2 separate regions of the Mus musculus genome follow, and region 1 is linked to region 2. Evidence: chromatin contacts called from public Hi-C data. All regions are on one chromosome and are shown on one strand. The core of a region is the stretch at or near the end of the contact, and the rest is flanking DNA. Distances in the headings are between cores, read along the strand shown. Region 1 overlaps Ext1 (exostosin glycosyltransferase 1). Region 2 overlaps Ext1 (exostosin glycosyltransferase 1).

What was found. A called contact is a pair of places that touch in the nucleus more often than the background predicts.
Region 1: a contact with region 2 is called in a Hi-C map of cerebral cortex, with 1.7 times the contacts expected there. The contact joins two enhancer-like sites. A contact is called at or near these places in 1 of 15 datasets of contacts at CTCF or cohesin (the NIH/3T3 cell line), 4 of 484 Hi-C or Micro-C datasets (the N1E-115 cell line, cerebral cortex and liver), 2 of 115 datasets of contacts at active chromatin or transcription factors (embryonic stem cells and extraembryonic endoderm stem cells) and 1 of 9 other capture datasets (adipose tissue).

What each region holds. Positions count from the first base shown.
Region 1 is chr15:53,282,625-53,287,583 of GRCm38.p6, reverse strand. All of the region lies in intron 1 of Ext1 (exostosin glycosyltransferase 1), which reads left to right. Among named protein-coding and RNA genes, the nearest start is that of Ext1, 61 kb to the left of the region's middle. Within about 2 kb of position 3,688, at least 36 of the 459 cell types and tissues checked have an H3K27ac peak or open chromatin away from gene starts, as enhancers often do. A contact at or near this core is called in cerebral cortex and liver, where this site is marked.
Region 2 is chr15:53,111,866-53,116,448 of GRCm38.p6, reverse strand. The region is part of intron 1 of Ext1 (exostosin glycosyltransferase 1); the gene reads left to right. Among named protein-coding and RNA genes, the nearest start is that of Gm41323, 180 kb to the right of the region's middle. Within about 2 kb of position 3,303, at least 126 of the 459 cell types and tissues checked have an H3K27ac peak or open chromatin away from gene starts, as enhancers often do. A contact at or near this core is called in cerebral cortex and liver, where this site is marked.

The sequences.
Region 1 (4,959 bases), core at 2,439-4,938, 170 kb before region 2:
GTTTCCTTAAAGGTAAAGTTGACTCAAGTTATCCCATATTTAAGGGTTTAGATGAGGGCGAATTGAAGCCTATTGAGTGCGAGAGTGCCCACAGCCTGCTAACCAGGACCTCAGGGACAAAAGTCCCTTGCCTTTACAGTTACTAGTCCTTAGGTCATCTGTTCAAATAGACAAACAAACCAAAATCAAAACAAAACTAACAAATATAAGCAACCAAACCAAGCCTTTCTCAAGACTAGTAATAGCTTATGGGATAGAATCTTGGTCTTTGTCTCTGTCTGTCTGTCTGTCTGTCTCTCTCTCTCTCTCTCTCTGTCTCTCTCTCTCTCAAACAAACACACACACACACACACACACACACACAGCTCCCTCACCGTCACCAAATTGGTGGCATTCGGTGTCAGTGGGCTTTTTGTTGAGATGAGTCTCTGTAGAACTAGTCTTGACCTTGTGTGAGTGACAGTGACTGGGGCAGTAGGGAGCTGGTGGAGCAGGGAGATTGCTTGAGAGGTTGAAGGGAGCCTAAGTCAGGAAGAATCTTGCCTCCAGTCTTCGGAGTCCTTGGCCTCAGTCTCCAGGGCTATTTCCCCTGTTAAATGTTTCTCGTTAGGCTGAGGTGCTTGCTAGACTGCACGTCTAGCCACTGGCAGGCAAGAAAACGCTTCGCCACATGAAGATGAAGGTGCGTTGGCAGTTCTTCAGTCTCTCTACAGAAACTGCAGTTGGACGCCTCCCTTCTTCCTGATTTAAGTGACCATGTTTTTCCCCCTTTGCTCTTCCTTTCCTGCCTGGCAGCCTTGTAAGAGTACTGTTCAAGCAGCCTGCTTCAGAGATGCGGGGTGCCATGATGGGCATTTCTTGTCCTCCTGACCTCCTCCTAGTCCTTTCTGCTGCCTTTCCCCATGTTTTCTTAGCCACCTTGCAGTGTGGGAACTTTGCCAAGGTCTGCTTTGAGTCCTAGGCTGTTGTGTGAGTCTGCTGCTTGTAAAGTCCAGTGAATTACTTTCTCTTGTTTATAGGGGGGATCTGATTGTATCAGCTCCACTTAGGTCCCTAGTATATTTATAGCTCAGAAACTGAGGGCCATGCAGGGGCTAAGTGCTTCTACATGTGAATCAATCTCTCTCTCTCCCTCTCTCTGAATGAATGTTGAGTCCTCTGGCCTTTCTTGTCTTTCTCTTCCTCTCTTGCTGTTAAAAATATATCTCGTATTATTCTTTAAAAATAGTGTTTTCATGTGATCTAGTGGTCTGAGATAGTTGCGTCTAAATGGCAAAAAGCGTTGCTTGTACCCTTTTATGCCCCTGGATGTCTCCCGAGGGAGGAAGAGCGGGAAGCTAAGTTTCAGTTCTCATTATTGGCTTCTGATGATAGTCTGGAATTATTTTATAGGTTGTGTTTGGCTGCCAGCATGGTGCTTGGGTGTGATTAATTTCTGCAGCTTGCCATTGGGTAAATAATTTTCATTCCTTGGATCCTTGTTGAGAAGGGATTAGCCAAGTGAACTGGAAAACATGCCTTTGTAGGAGGGCTTTGGCTGTTTGTGATAATCAATGAACAATCTAGTGGCCAATTTAATCCAGCTCTTACAGAACTAGCTGACTCATTGGCTCTTAATGCTTCTAAACATCTTCAACGGTGTTTTTAATCTTAGGGGACTAGGTATAATTCAGAATTTAGCTTTTCCCCAGGGATCTGGTTCTGGGCATTCTGAATAAACATCTTGTGAAATGGGTTTCAAGATGTCTTTTCCATGAGAACTCTTTCTGTCTTCTAAGTGTGGAAAAAAATACAAGAAAGGTTGGTATCAATTTAGCTCTTTTGGAAATGAAAAGTTAAAGCACAATAAAAAGGAAACAGCTAAAACACAACCCAGCCGAACAAAAACCCCAGAGAATCAGGATCTATCTTGCAGACCTTGGAGGCAGAGGATGCTCAGAGCCTGGGACACGGTTCTCGGGTTTGGCATCACGTCATTCCAGGAGTAAATAATCTACAGCTGAGCCTTTGCCTGGTGGGATGGTTGGAACACTTTCTGCCCAGGGGGCACGAGTTTCTACTCACGTGTTCCCCCCATTTGATTTATGCACCGACTGACTGAGGCCGAGAGGTCACTTTAGGAAAGCTTTCTCCTCTTGTCCTCTTGGCCTCGAATAGTTTCCTCCTGTTCCAAGTTCTCTTCTGAACATTGCCTTGCCCTGCCTGGGTCTGCATGCTGGCTGGTTGCTTGCTTGTGAGTTGCAGCAGCATGTCTACTGACTTCCAAGAAATAGAATGGTCAAGATCTTAGGTACTTGACTTCGATTTTCTTTTAAAGGAGTGTGGTGCCCTTGTGGACTAGACTCAGGCTTTGACAATTTTAGCCTAAATCTAGATGACAGGTGAGTGAAGGCCCGACAGACTTCACAGAGCAAAATTCAAGACATCCAAGTAAAATTGAATTTGAGATAAATAACAGATAATGTCCTATTAGCAGGTCAAGCTATCCTCTGACAGTCATAGGTAAGTCAGTATAGAGAAGCTGGGGGTCTCTCTCTCTCTCTCCTTAAAGGCTCCCGGATTAATCCAGGATCCATGGATTATTGTGAATAGGAAAATAATCATACAACCAGGAAAAGAGCCTGCCAATTATTAAGAATTTTCTATATTGATTACCTTTCAGTTCCCAACTTACAGAACAATTGTTGTCAATCATTGCCCATTTGATATATATAGTTGATGTGTGTGTATGTGCATGTAAGTCTCTGGATTTATCTTTGTGATGCTTCTTATGTATGCATGTATATATGCATCTAGTACTTAAAAAAAGATGAACGGTTATTGTGATTCCATTTCAAAGGAGGGGAAACTGAGGAAGAGCAGCGAGCAAGGGACTGGCTGAGGTTAAAGTAAAGGATGGGGGGTGGGGTAGGGATTTAGTCCAAGGTTTTCTGAGTCTTGGGTGGCGCCAGGGTTCTAAGATGGTTCTTTTTCTCCATTAGGTCTTATCATGGCGTATTGGAACTCACTGGACAGCTTTAAAAACACATGAGTCTGAGCACACCCCCAGAGGGGTACACTCAGTTGGTCTGATATTGTCCTTGGCATGGGGTCAGGTTGGGATTTGAAATTTCCCCAGGCGATGTTACTCTAGTGCCGGGGTTCAAGCCTGCTGCTTCCTTCTATTTTTGGAGTCAAATGAATTAATCTTCTCAGGAAATCTGGTCCCTCTATGTGGCCATGCCTGTAGGTTCTACCCCTCCCCCACAGAAACTCACTATTCCAAATGTGGCAGCTAATTTTTCATGGTCTTTGTTTCTTCAGAATTATTTTCAGGAAGTCCTGGTGGAATATATGTTGGGGTATAAACAAACCACAAAGAAAGACCTCTTGGGGGTCTTCTGTTGATGGATTTTCTGAGCGATCTTTTCTTTTTCATTCCTCCATTATACTTCCTGCACCGGGAAATGTCCCTTTGTTCTTCATTTAGCTCCAGCTGGGTACCAGGCTCAGTATTTGAGGAGGTTTACAGATTAATAAAACTAGACCACTGCCCTCCGGGAGTTTTCAATTTTGGAAGGGAAGTATATAAATGTAATTCCAGGTTTAATTTTCTAAGAGTCACTTCAGAGGGACAGAGGATTAAGGACTTCCGTGTCAGCAGTGACAGAGAGGAAATGGGAAGAATGTGGCCCTGGTCTCCCCTTGGCTTGGTTCCTGTCCAGCATTATACCCCCTAGAGTAGTACTCAGACCTGGCTCCTGAGCCCATCTGTCTCTCAGTGGGGTCCTGATGAATTTGTGCTTCTTCAGAGCACACCAGTGATCAGGCTCAGGGCAAAGGCTTGGTCAGTGACAGCAGCCATGTTCAGTGTGCCACTGGAAGCTCTCATCAGACCTTCAAGGCTTACCTCAGTGAGCTGAATGTGTCAGTAACTGGTGGCCTAAGGGTGTTCTATTGGCCTTGAAATCACAAGGTTTCTCTTAATTTGACAGTCAATGAAGAGCTGTGAAGGTATCTGAATACAAAGTTAGACATAGGCGTGGATAAGATGACCTGTGGCTGAGAGTAGATTAGAATGGCAAGCCTAACGGACACTCTAATTATGCAAGACAAAGATGAAAACCTCTAGGCCAGAGAGAGGGGGATTGTCTTTGCTTAAAGGCAGCAGCAACTGAAGAGAAGGCATTTGGAGCATGTTTGGAACACATGTGGTGATGGGTGGGAGTGTGGAACTGTGGCTGTCAGTTTCAGCGGCAATCAGACATGGGCAGCATGGAAGGCTGATTGTTAAAAGGGAAGGGGGTGAGAACTGGGCTCTGGGTAAAGTTCTTTTGGTGTTAGTGTACGCAGTGCAGTGTCACATGCCATGCGATTACACACACGCTGTGATTGTACACTTGGGGATAGTGTAGTATGTCACAATATCAAACTTGCAGTGGTTTAAGGATGCACTGCCACAAGGCTTCCCACCACAGCTACTGTCCCATCTGTCCTTTATGTCAAAATCGAGCTTCCTTCCTCCTTTGCTTAGGTCTGTGCATAACTCTGCATAGGAAATCAGTAAATCTTTCTTTTGTAGTTTGACCAACAGAGCAATTTCTTTTATTACCAGATAGTTCTGTAAGCAATAAATAGTTCTAATATTCTGAGCATATTCATCTCTAAATGGGAGCTAGACTAAGGAGGCATTTAGTAATGCCAGGCTTGACTTACAATTCACAAACAGAAGGTAGATGGCTTTCGATAGGGTTTTAAGGTCATTTACACAATTATGTGCAGTTGGAAACCCTGTACTTTGGGTATGGTGTGATCGAGCCTTTCAGAAGTTTGGTAGCATCATCATTTCATTTTGCTGGAATAGCATGGATTAGGGCTTGGTAGACTTTGCACAAGGGGCCACACAGTTAACATTTGCAGCTTTGCAGTTGAATCTCTGTCCCAATTACTCAGTTCTGCTGCCTTATCTGCAAAGCAGCC
Region 2 (4,583 bases), core at 2,054-4,553:
CAGCTCCGCTCCATTGTCTATGAAATGGGGCAGAAGCTGTACCTGCTTCTCATGGTGGTTTTAACAGTAATATACAATGCAGAGTATGGATTATGGGGCACTGTACCCTGTCTACAGGAAAGGCTTAATCAGTAAAATTATTAGTAGTATAGTTATTAACAGTCATCGTGTTTATTCATGTCTTTGTGTATTAGCCAATAAGCTGCTATTTAATGAGCAGTAGCAAGGATGGTATTTTTGAGACAAGGTCTCTTTATGTAGTCCTTACTATTCTGGAACCCACAATGTAGATCCATCTGCTTCTGCCTCCCAAGTGCTGGGATTAAAGGCATGTTCCACCATGATGGTTTTCTACCTCTTTGAGATATATATAAACATAATACAATATATACTCAGTACATGCTATATCTATTAATATATGTGAGTACTGATTACCACATTACAGTTCTGAACTGCCAGTGATCATTCAAGATAAAGATGCAATGGGAAAGATTAGAGTCAACAGGGGCTATGACCCAATGTGTTTAAGAGCATATTTGATGGCAGTCATCTCTTTCCCCTGTGGTGGAAGTCAGGTGTCAATATATGTTATGTAGTGATGTATCAAACCTATGCCCATGGTGATACACATGAGAATTAAGTACCTCTCACTGGGACCTTCACCCACAGCATGCCACCTCCCTCCTCCTGTTCCTGTAGTGAAAGATTTTAAGTTGGCATAGAATGAAAATTGTCTTCTGTTTGAAGCCAGGAAGTATGAAAGAATGCATGTAAGTTGTCTGCCCTTGGTTTTGTACAAACATCCTGTCTGCAATGGAGAGCCTAGAATTGGCAACATCACACCGAGATCACAAAGGAAGTGATACCTTTGATATAGCTTGTGACTGGTGGGTTGGTTGCCTGTTGAATATTCAGGGCAAGGAATTGCACCACCTTTAAGTAGCAACCTTTACTGCAGGGGAGTTGCTGGCTTTCCCTAAGACTGTCGCCACTCTGATCGATCACATTCAGAGTGCAGTTCCACGTATTTGAAGAACTGATTGACGTGTATGAAGCAGCTCAGCTTTGTGCACACTTGTGGGTGTGTATCAGCCAGCAATTCCCACAAGTCCAACAGATCCTCCATGACCCCTGGGACCCATACTTCTCTGTGCCATGTTGTCAAAAGAACCCAGACAGTACAGTGGCCAGCTGGAACCATTTTCCAACTCCCAATTCACGTTTCTCAGTTCAGTCAGTGCCACGGATCAATTTTGTGCGATCCCATGTCCTGACCTTTAAGATTTCTTTTCTCAAAAGTAATTGAAATTTTAAACATTTTATCTGGACTTAGGAAAGGGTATCGGAAACAGGCTTAGAAAACAACAGAGGATGCCCCCCCCCCCCACACACACACACAAGTCACCTGGAGGGAAGTTTTGAGGAGAGAGTCCTACAAAGGGCAGTTGCACGTTGAAGAGGTCAGAGATGAACTGCTCACTAATTTTCTTAATGAGAATTGTATGTCTTCAGACATATGACGCCATGTGGGCTGACCAGAAGCAGCATTGTTTAAAGAAAAGAGTTGGGGCCTTCTTACATTTTCAGCATTTCACCTCTGCCCATGAAGTTGAGCTGTATGGTTGGTGGGATACTTCTGGGATCCTGTCATTCTTTCGCTTGAGTTCTTCAGTGACTCAGATTCACTCTCATGGAATAATGTCTGAGCTCCAGGAGGTAGCAAGCTTATCATCTCCTTAACCCCCTCCCCCTGCCCTGAGCTCTTTAACCATTCCTGACCCACTCCAAATTGGGTGTTTTCCCTCCCCATGGACCCTTTGATCCTGATGGACTACCATTAGCCTAGAAATGCCCATCTTCCAGTGTTTGTAGCTCTTGCTCCGTCATCAGTGCTTAGCAAAGAGTCCTGGAAATCTTCGAGATACACATCCCTGTTCTCATCTTCCTCACCAATGCCTTCTGTAGCCACCCATGCCTTATCTTCCCTGCCCCCCCCCCCCCGCTTCCATATGAACATCTGACAACTTCACAGTGTTTTCACTGGACCACGATCTTCTTAAGACGGACCTAACATGTGGATGGCACACACGCACTCACACACTCATCCAAGAACAGAGATGCACTAGTCTGTATTTCCTTTTCCTCATCACAGGGCACTCTGGAACTTCAGCCACCCCAAGTATTAGCTTTCTGATTTTTTTTCATAAGAGATGTGACTCAAATCTGGGTATAAACAGAGAAGAATCATTACTTAGAAGGGACGGGGCTGGCAGAAAAAGAGCAGCTGTGATGTTCACCCAGTTCATAAGTAAATACTCGAGACAAACTATCACCTCAGGCAGCCTGGAATTGTGTGAGTCTGAAGATTAGAGGCTCATTGCTGGCTTCTTGCCTGTCCACTGTGGCTAGCGAAAAAGCAGGATCATTTGGCCAACGTGCTTGTGAGAGAGGATCTGTGGGAACCCTGGGAAGACAGCAAGCCACAGCAGCGGCTTCCTTCCTTGTACAGCTTCTGATGAGGAGAAAGCTTTTAAACTACACACTGCTGCTGTGTGGGGAGCTGCGGCTTCTGCTTTCATTTTCTTTTAACGGGTCTGCTCCTCGTTTGTCTCTTGGCTGTCTTTGCAAAACTGTTTTTTTGTTTTTTTCATTGTTGGTAGTTTTTAAAAAATGTTTATTCCATTCCTTCTGATATAATTTGCCATAATAACCTGCAATTGCATACTACTTTCCTGATTATACTGCATGTACATAATTTCATTTGAGCTTCACAGCTTTGAGACTGACAGAAGCTAAGAGATGTGCATGGGGGTCTCGCAGGAGAGCCACACTCCAGATTCTTCAGCCCAGGTCTCCTCATTGACAGCTGCCTGTGTTTCTGATAATCTGCTGGCTCCCTTCAGCTGAAGTGATTACAGCTATCTTTTGCAGAAATGCTCATAAGGTGCTGTACTTTAATTAAAATGTATCGTTTGGAAGCCGGGCGTGGTGGTGCACACCTTTAATCCCAGTACTCGGGAGACAGAGGCAGGCGGATTTCTGAGTTCAAGGCCAGCCTGGTCTACAAAGTGAGTTCCAGGACAGCCAGGGCTACACAGAGAAACCCTGTCTAGGGAGAAAAGAAATTAAAAAGAAAAAGAAAAGAATGTATCATTTGGTCAGGTCAGTAGAAGGATCAACCCCTTTGGATGAACCAGGAAACTAAGCCCAGACAAATTAGTATTTCCCAAGATTGCCCAGTTTGTGGATGGTAAGCATAGACTGTGAACCCAGGTTTGGCTGCTTGACCACTGAGCTCTTGTTTACTAAGTTTTTAGCTACCAGTTCCCTGCTGCACAAAATGTACTGGGCATTACAATGGACTCACATAGAATCCAAGGCTCTTTCCCAAGAGTTCTGGATTCAGCAGGCCTGGGTGATCCTGAGATCTGTGCAGTTCCCTGGTACCACAGGTGATACAAGTGGCAGGGACAACACTTGGTGGAATGGTATGAACCACTCTGTCTCCCTTGCCTAGTCACACTGACTCACTATTAGTGAGTCATCTTATGTGGTGAGGGAAGACTTCAAATAACATTCCATAGCATATCTGAAATGGGGTTATATTCTGTACCTTATTCAGTACAACTCTAGGAAGAAAACTATTATACCTATTGCATGGTACTGGCTTCCAGGTTAAAGTCAGGGTCATGTCGTTTTTATTGCACATTTTCTGTGGAGCCACTTAGAAAGGCTCTTCTATCTCCTGCATCATTACCTCTGGAGTGTGGACTGTAATGCCACAAAGGGGAGACAACTGGTTTACCAGCTGAAGCTGCAAATTCTCTGAAAGCAGTTGATACCTCTCCTGTCTCACTGTGTGTGTGTGTGTGTGTGTGTGTGTGTGTGTGTTTTAAGTTGTATGTGATTATAGCATGTCTTACATCTCCTGACTTAATAAGATGAACTGGTCTACTTTAGAAGATTGTCTCCCCACTTGACCTATAAAGTCTGTCTCCCCCACCTCTAACCAATGGTAGCGACTACTCCGTTCTCCGGCCCCGTCGTTATATGCTGTCACAAGTGTTATGAAAATGGAGCAATGTAGTGTGTACCCTTTAGAGGGTGGCTTTGGACTCGGCATTAGCATCCTCGAGGTCCTTGTGTACTTAAGTAGTTTGATCCGTGTTCTTTTACTTCATTATGTTTTATTCATCTGAGAAGTGATCTAGGCTATGTGTATACCACAATCTTGCCTCATTCATACTTGGAAGGGTATCCAGTGTATACATTTGTGGACAGTTCTCCTATGTAAAAATGCCTTCATTTCTCTGGGATAAATGCCTAAGTACAGTGCTGGGTCATATGAAAAGTCCATTTTTAGTTTGAGAAGGAACTGCCAGATTGTCCCCAAAACAGCCTTACCATTTTCCTCTCATTGTAGCCCCCAAGGAAGAGCTCTTGTTTTTCTTGTTTTCCATGTTTCTATCTGTGCTTGTTCTCATGTGTCCTCTTAGATCATACACTGTCCTGCAGGGAGCAAGTGGCACCTCCTTGTGTTTTGGGTTGATTTCCGTTCCTTCAATGACTAACGATACTCAGTA